Linked DNA regions of Mus musculus: region 1 is linked to region 2. Evidence: chromatin contacts called from public Hi-C data. All regions are on one chromosome and are shown on one strand. The core of a region is the stretch at or near the end of the contact, and the rest is flanking DNA. Distances in the headings are between cores, read along the strand shown.

What was found. Hi-C and Micro-C count contacts between places; a contact is called where the count stands out from the background.
Region 1: a Hi-C map of granulosa cells shows a contact between it and region 2, with 3 times the contacts expected there. The contact joins two enhancer-like sites. A contact is called at or near these places in 2 of 15 datasets of contacts at CTCF or cohesin (the NIH/3T3 cell line and stem cell-derived epiblast-like cells), 23 of 484 Hi-C or Micro-C datasets (the G1E-ER4 cell line, the HL-1 cell line, the N1E-115 cell line and 15 more), 5 of 115 datasets of contacts at active chromatin or transcription factors (astrocytes and embryonic stem cells) and 1 of 9 other capture datasets (embryonic stem cells).

The regions. Positions count from the first base shown.
Region 1 is chrX:135,958,407-135,961,332 of GRCm38.p6, reverse strand. The region is part of intron 3 of Gm31214 (a long non-coding RNA gene); the gene reads right to left. Among named protein-coding and RNA genes, the nearest start is that of Gm31214, 25 kb to the right of the region's middle. Within about 2 kb of position 1,557, at least 15 of the 459 cell types and tissues checked have an H3K27ac peak or open chromatin away from gene starts, as enhancers often do. A contact at or near this core is called in granulosa cells, where this site is marked.
Region 2 is chrX:135,759,150-135,762,063 of GRCm38.p6, reverse strand. The region is part of intron 4 of Gprasp1 (G protein-coupled receptor associated sorting protein 1); the gene reads right to left. Among named protein-coding and RNA genes, the nearest start is that of Mir7646, 14 kb to the right of the region's middle. Within about 2 kb of position 1,598, at least 1 of the 459 cell types and tissues checked has an H3K27ac peak or open chromatin away from gene starts, as enhancers often do. A contact at or near this core is called in granulosa cells, where this site is marked.

The DNA of each region.
Region 1 (2,926 bases), core at 308-2,807, 200 kb before region 2:
TAACATTGAAAAAAGTCAAGTCAAAGAAAAAACCAATCTGATTTCAGGAATTCTTATAAACACAAACTACTCCAAAATTAATACTGGCATCAAAGTAAAGGAGATCAAAGGCAAAGAATAAAGGATTCAAAAACAGACAGACCATACACATTTGACCACCAATTTTTGAAAAATATACAAAGAAAATTCAGTGGAGGACAGACAGGGTAGTCTTTTCAGGAAATGATGTCGTAGCAACTGGATGCTCATATGCAAAAATGTAAACTGAAATTGATATGTTATTTCACAAACAGAACTCATCAGAATATACATCATAGATCTTAACATAAAACTCAAAATGCGACTTAAGAGACTGGCTCATTGGGTTAGAGCCATTTTCAACATTAGTATAAAATAAAGTCAGCGTTGCTATACACAGAGCAGTTATTCCAGCGCTATGGACAAAGACAGAGGGCTCCCCGGTACTTGCTGCCTACTGAGAGCCTGGTTATAGGCGGAGTGAGAGAGAGAGAGACTGAGGCAAAGAGCAAAGCTTCTCTGGCCTCCATTCAATCAGGGTACATCAATGTACACACTGGCATACACACACATGCAAGTGTACTACACAACACCTCTCTCTCTCTCTCTCTCTCTCTCTCTCTCTCACACACACACACACACACACACACACATTTTAATACCTTTTTTTTTGTTTTTAAAAAAACCTCAATGCTATAAAAAATGTAACGGAAAATCAAGGAACAAATCCTATAAATCTTGGGCTATGTAAAGATTTCACAAATAAGACAGCAAAACAACAGTCTATGTGTAAGCAAACTAAGAATTTCCTCAAAAGCGAACACTTTAACTCTTTGATTTAGACAGCTGAACGAGTTGAAAGGCATAGTTGCAACTAGGATAAAATGTTTGAACTTCATCCAGTTGTTAGAGGATTTGTAGAGTATAGAATATTGGACCAAACTCAATAAAAATAAATGCACTTTCCCTAAGTAAATTATGAGCAATATTTAAAAATAAACTCTGCAAGAGATACAGATATATGAAATAGCCTCATGAAAAAAAATGTACACTATTAATCACTAAAGAAATGTTAAAAAAGACAACCTGCGATGATATATTATTACATTCTAGGATTACATCCAAAACTCTAAAAGGCTGAATGTAAATGAGCACTGGCAAGTTTATTGAGGATGAAATTCTCCTACACAGTTGACAGCAATAAAAAATGTGCAATCATTTTGTAAGCAGTTTGACAATGTTTTTTTTTCCCCAATGTCAATCTTAGAAGTTTCCCGTGACGATCCAGCCCTTGAACTCTTGAAATATACGTCTAGACTATTAGCTATCCCTAGTCCTGCTTGTGGGAGCCTGGGGTCGCCTTTGACAATACACAGTGCAGAGTCACGTAGATTATTAGCCACCTCCAGTCCTGCTACTGGTAGCTTGGGAGAGCTAGGTATGGTTTGGCCCTACAGATAGTGGCAGAGTCCTGTAGGAGCAACTTCCATTCCCAGCCTTCTGGGTAGAAAACAGGCCATAAGTGGCTTCCGTTGAAGAGACCAGCCTGCATGTTTAACATTACTGGCGTTCCTATCTTATCTGTGAGTACAAGGACCTTTGTGCTCCCAACACAGTTTGACTTTGAACGGAATTTCATAAACAAGAAAAAAAAGAGAAGACATTTTTGACATTTTTGCTAACACCATACTATCATGACTTTTGAATACATTTATTTATAAAACATTGTATAAAAAGTGGATACTGAAGAATGTCCACAAAATCTTCAAATGGCCAAGAAGGCCTTCTCATCAACTGTGTATTTCAACTTTTTTTTTTTTTTTGATTTTTTGAGACAGAGTTTCTCTGTGTAGCTCTGGCTGTCCTGGAACTCACTTTGTAGACCAGGCTGGCCTCGAACTCAGAAATCCTCCTGCCTCTGCCTCCCGAGTGCTGGGATTAAAGGCATGCGCCACCACGCCCGGCTAACTTTTATTTTTAATCCTACCTGTCATGAGTAAATGATAGTGACAGGCAGGCTTGAGTGACAGGAGCAAGTGACACCATCTAGTGTTACAGTTTTCATACAGGCTTCCCGCTTCTTATCTCTTAGCTTTATTAGGATAATCAATCTTATGTTGGCCGAGGGAAGTGGAGCAGAGTTCAGTTCTGTAAGTGATATCAATACCACTCTTCTATGGACCCTAGGAAATTGGGATTTCTCAGACCTGACCAGCAGTTGGCTTCACAGATTCATGTGTATTGCCTACAAGGCCGACGTTCCTAGCCCTTGACAGAAAGCAGTGTTACAGCTCAACAGCCCGAGGTGTCTGACAGCACTGGCCCTAAAGGCGTGGCATATCTATCAAATTATTCTAATAATCAGGGTCTGCAATTGCTGTTGATGGGTTTTTCCAGTCTTTGGCTTTCTGTCCTGTCTACTTCTGCCAACTCCCATATTCCTGCCATGGCTGCTCTCTTGATCTGTTTAGTTGCCTTTTTTTTTTTCAGCTGTCAAGTAGACAGCTGCCTTTTCATTTCAACAGCTTGGCTTGCCTACCACTCAGCTGTTGCTGAAGCTAACACTGCAGCTCAACTGTCACTGCCCTTCTTCAGTCTCTAATGCTTCTTAGTTTTCCTTAAGGGAATACATAAGACAGTGTATTCTCCAGCCACTCTGTGTGACCATGAACTGGGAACACGGTTTTAGGTTACTCTGAATTGCATGTTCCAACGTGAAAGGAGTTTCCCTTAATTAGTCCAGTGATACTAGTGATGCTAGAGGTACAGAAAAGACTACTTGAGAGAGGTCATTTATTAGATACCATATTTCAACAAACAGAAAGGCATGCCAGGACAAATATATCTCCCACCCGACTCACCAAGCCTGAACATGTCTTTCCAACCAGCTCCTTACATGACACAGAAA
Region 2 (2,914 bases), core at 349-2,848:
GGGAAGCTGAGGGGGGTGGAAGGAGGGGAAACTGTGGTTGGCATGTATTGTATGAGAGAAGAATCTATTTTCAATTTAAAAAAATAGGCTTTAAAAAGAAATTGACAAAAAATAAATTTCTGCAGCCTATGTAGTCTTGGATGTAGGCCATCCACCAGAGGGCAGTCATGTATCAGGGACCAGAAAACTCTTCCTCTCCCAGCAGCTAGCAATTACCAACAACTCTTCAGCTAGTGATGGGACTTCATGCCCACATCCCCTTTCCATGCTGGGATTTTTGTCTGTCTTGATCTTGTACATATGAACTCACAGCCATCATGTAGCTTGCATAAGACCTGTGCAAGATAAATGTTTTTAAAAAACAGATCATTAAATTTTCATAAAATTGATTCAAAATAATAAAGACATTCTTGAAATAACAGAACAAAATTGGAGCATGTTCCTTTACTGATTTCAAAATATAGTGCATGCCTATATTTACAACAATCAGGAGGTAGATGCAGCTGGGTCAGTAATTCTAAGGGGCCTCAGATACACAGCAAGTTTGAGGCTCACCTGGGTACCATAAGACTCCTGTCTCAAAAAGACAAACAAAACAAAGAAACAAAAAACACATAAAAACTTACTATAAATCTATGGTAACTAAACACTCAATATTGACATTAAGGCTAGACAGAGACAAATGGGGAAAAAAAATCAGAATCCAGAAACAAACATATCTATCCACTGCCAGTTGGTTTAGTCAGGGTTTCAAGTCTACTGAAGGAAGAAAGAAGAGTCTGTTCAACATATTGTGGTAGAATACGCAGATCTCCAAGTATAAAAGAATGAAGTCATATACCTCCTTCAACACACCATATAAAAACTAGTTCAACAACTAGATCAACAATTAAAATATAGGTTATCAAACTATGCAGCTCTTAAAAGAAAACACAGTTGTAAACCCTTGTGACTTAGATTTGGTAATAAATTCATAGACATGATGCCCAATTATACAGTGATTGATTTTAAAAAATAGAGGAATTTGACTCATTAACATGGAAACCTTCAGGGGCCTGTGAAATAGCTCAGTGAATAAGGGTGTCTGCCGCAAAGCCTGAATAACCTGACTTTGATCCTTAGGACAGACACAGTGAAGGGAGAGAAGCGACCAACGGGTCCTCTGACCTCCAAGTGTGAGTGTACTATGGTGTGCAGAGCTTATATCTCGGGTATATAAAGAACTCCTACAATGTAGCAACAACAAAGGCAACAATCCACTTTTTAAATGGACAGAGAAGCTAAATCAGGGATAGTATAGTTCATGCCTGTGATCTTCACAGTTGGGAAGTGAGTGAGGCAGGAGAACCAGAAGTTCAAGGTCACCCCCAGCTTCATAGTGAATTCAAAGCCATCCCTGGCTGTGAGATCCTCTTTCAAAAAAGAAATAAACGAAATGACCTTCATTACAAAGAACATATGAAAATACTCAATATGCACACAAAGGTGTTTAACACCATTAAGTCTAGAGAAGTGGCATGAGGTGACAGCTCCTAGCTTACTATCTGCAAGGTGACTGAAGGATAGCTGAGAATCCCAGCATAATGGGACAAAGAGTCCACATACTTTCTCAGCAGAGAATCCTGGTGTTTTGCCAAGTAAGCTGCAGAGCCTTCATGAAGGAAGAGGCCTTCACGATCCTTTTTTCATGAGAAAGTAACTTTGTTTATAGTTTAACTAGACATCACACTGCAGACAGATTTCTCAGTCTGTAAGGAGGTTTGGGTCACCTTGAACCAAGATAAGCTATTGCTAGGTAAACAACACCTGGTGGGAATGAGAAACTATGGGAAATCCTTCTTTTGCTTTCTGTATAGAAGATGCTGAAACTTTGAATAAAGTGTGCATTGGTGTGCTATCACTGTGCATCCCCTGTGTCCTAGTTAATGCGACCCTCACTTGGGACCCCTCAACGCACTAGACAGTGACAATTAAGACTCAGGAAGTTCAAATTAGAACCACAGTGAGATTCTACTACATACTAAGGGGGTGGTCATCAAAAAATTAATGGATGAAAGCTAAACAAAATGGCTATTAAGATCCTCCATAATTAGTGATCTAATTATGACCTCCCGCTAGCCAGCCAGATAGGACAGCTATTCACAAACAAACCTCTCTCACAAGAGCTAAGGAAGCCAACTGAGGGACCACAGTGGTACTCCTGGCTCCCAATATTCATCTTCCAACACTGGATAGCTGAATAAGAAGCAAGACTCTATCTTCTACAGACAATGTAAGTACACATATTTGCCTTGGAGTCCAATGCTGAGCCCACAACAGTGGGACCATGCACTAGGCAGATGTCAAAGACCACCCTCTCCAGGTATGCACTCACACACATGGAGCCTCTAGGCATATGGGCATCAAGTAGAACAGACTTGGACTTCATCTTGCATTAAAGACAACCAAAGCAGGGGCCTGGAGTGCATGCGTAAAACTGTGCAGCTCTTGCAGCTGTGATACTTGAGTGCATCTCAGCTTAGCATCAGCCTAGGCAACCAAGAGACTACTTCCACCACTCTTCCTCTAACCCTGGGTGACAGCAATGGGAACTATTCCTCCCTGTAGCAGGTAGAGCAGGAAAGTAAGCTAAATAGTTTGCCCTGTAATTCAGTACTAGGTTAGGGAAACCTAATGGGACAAATCCTCAGAACCTGTATTCATAAGCCAGAGGTCCTACACCCACTCTGGTGTTAGAAAGAGACTTGAGACCCACCAACTATTTCCACTCTGACAAACATAACCTGTGGCTGATTACAGTAAGCAGTAAGCAGCCCATATAGTACTATAGGTCTGAGTTCTACTCCTATGCTGTGCAGAACTCAGTGGCTTGCGGGCTGTGAGTGAGACCAAGCAATGTTGACAATAGTGGCCA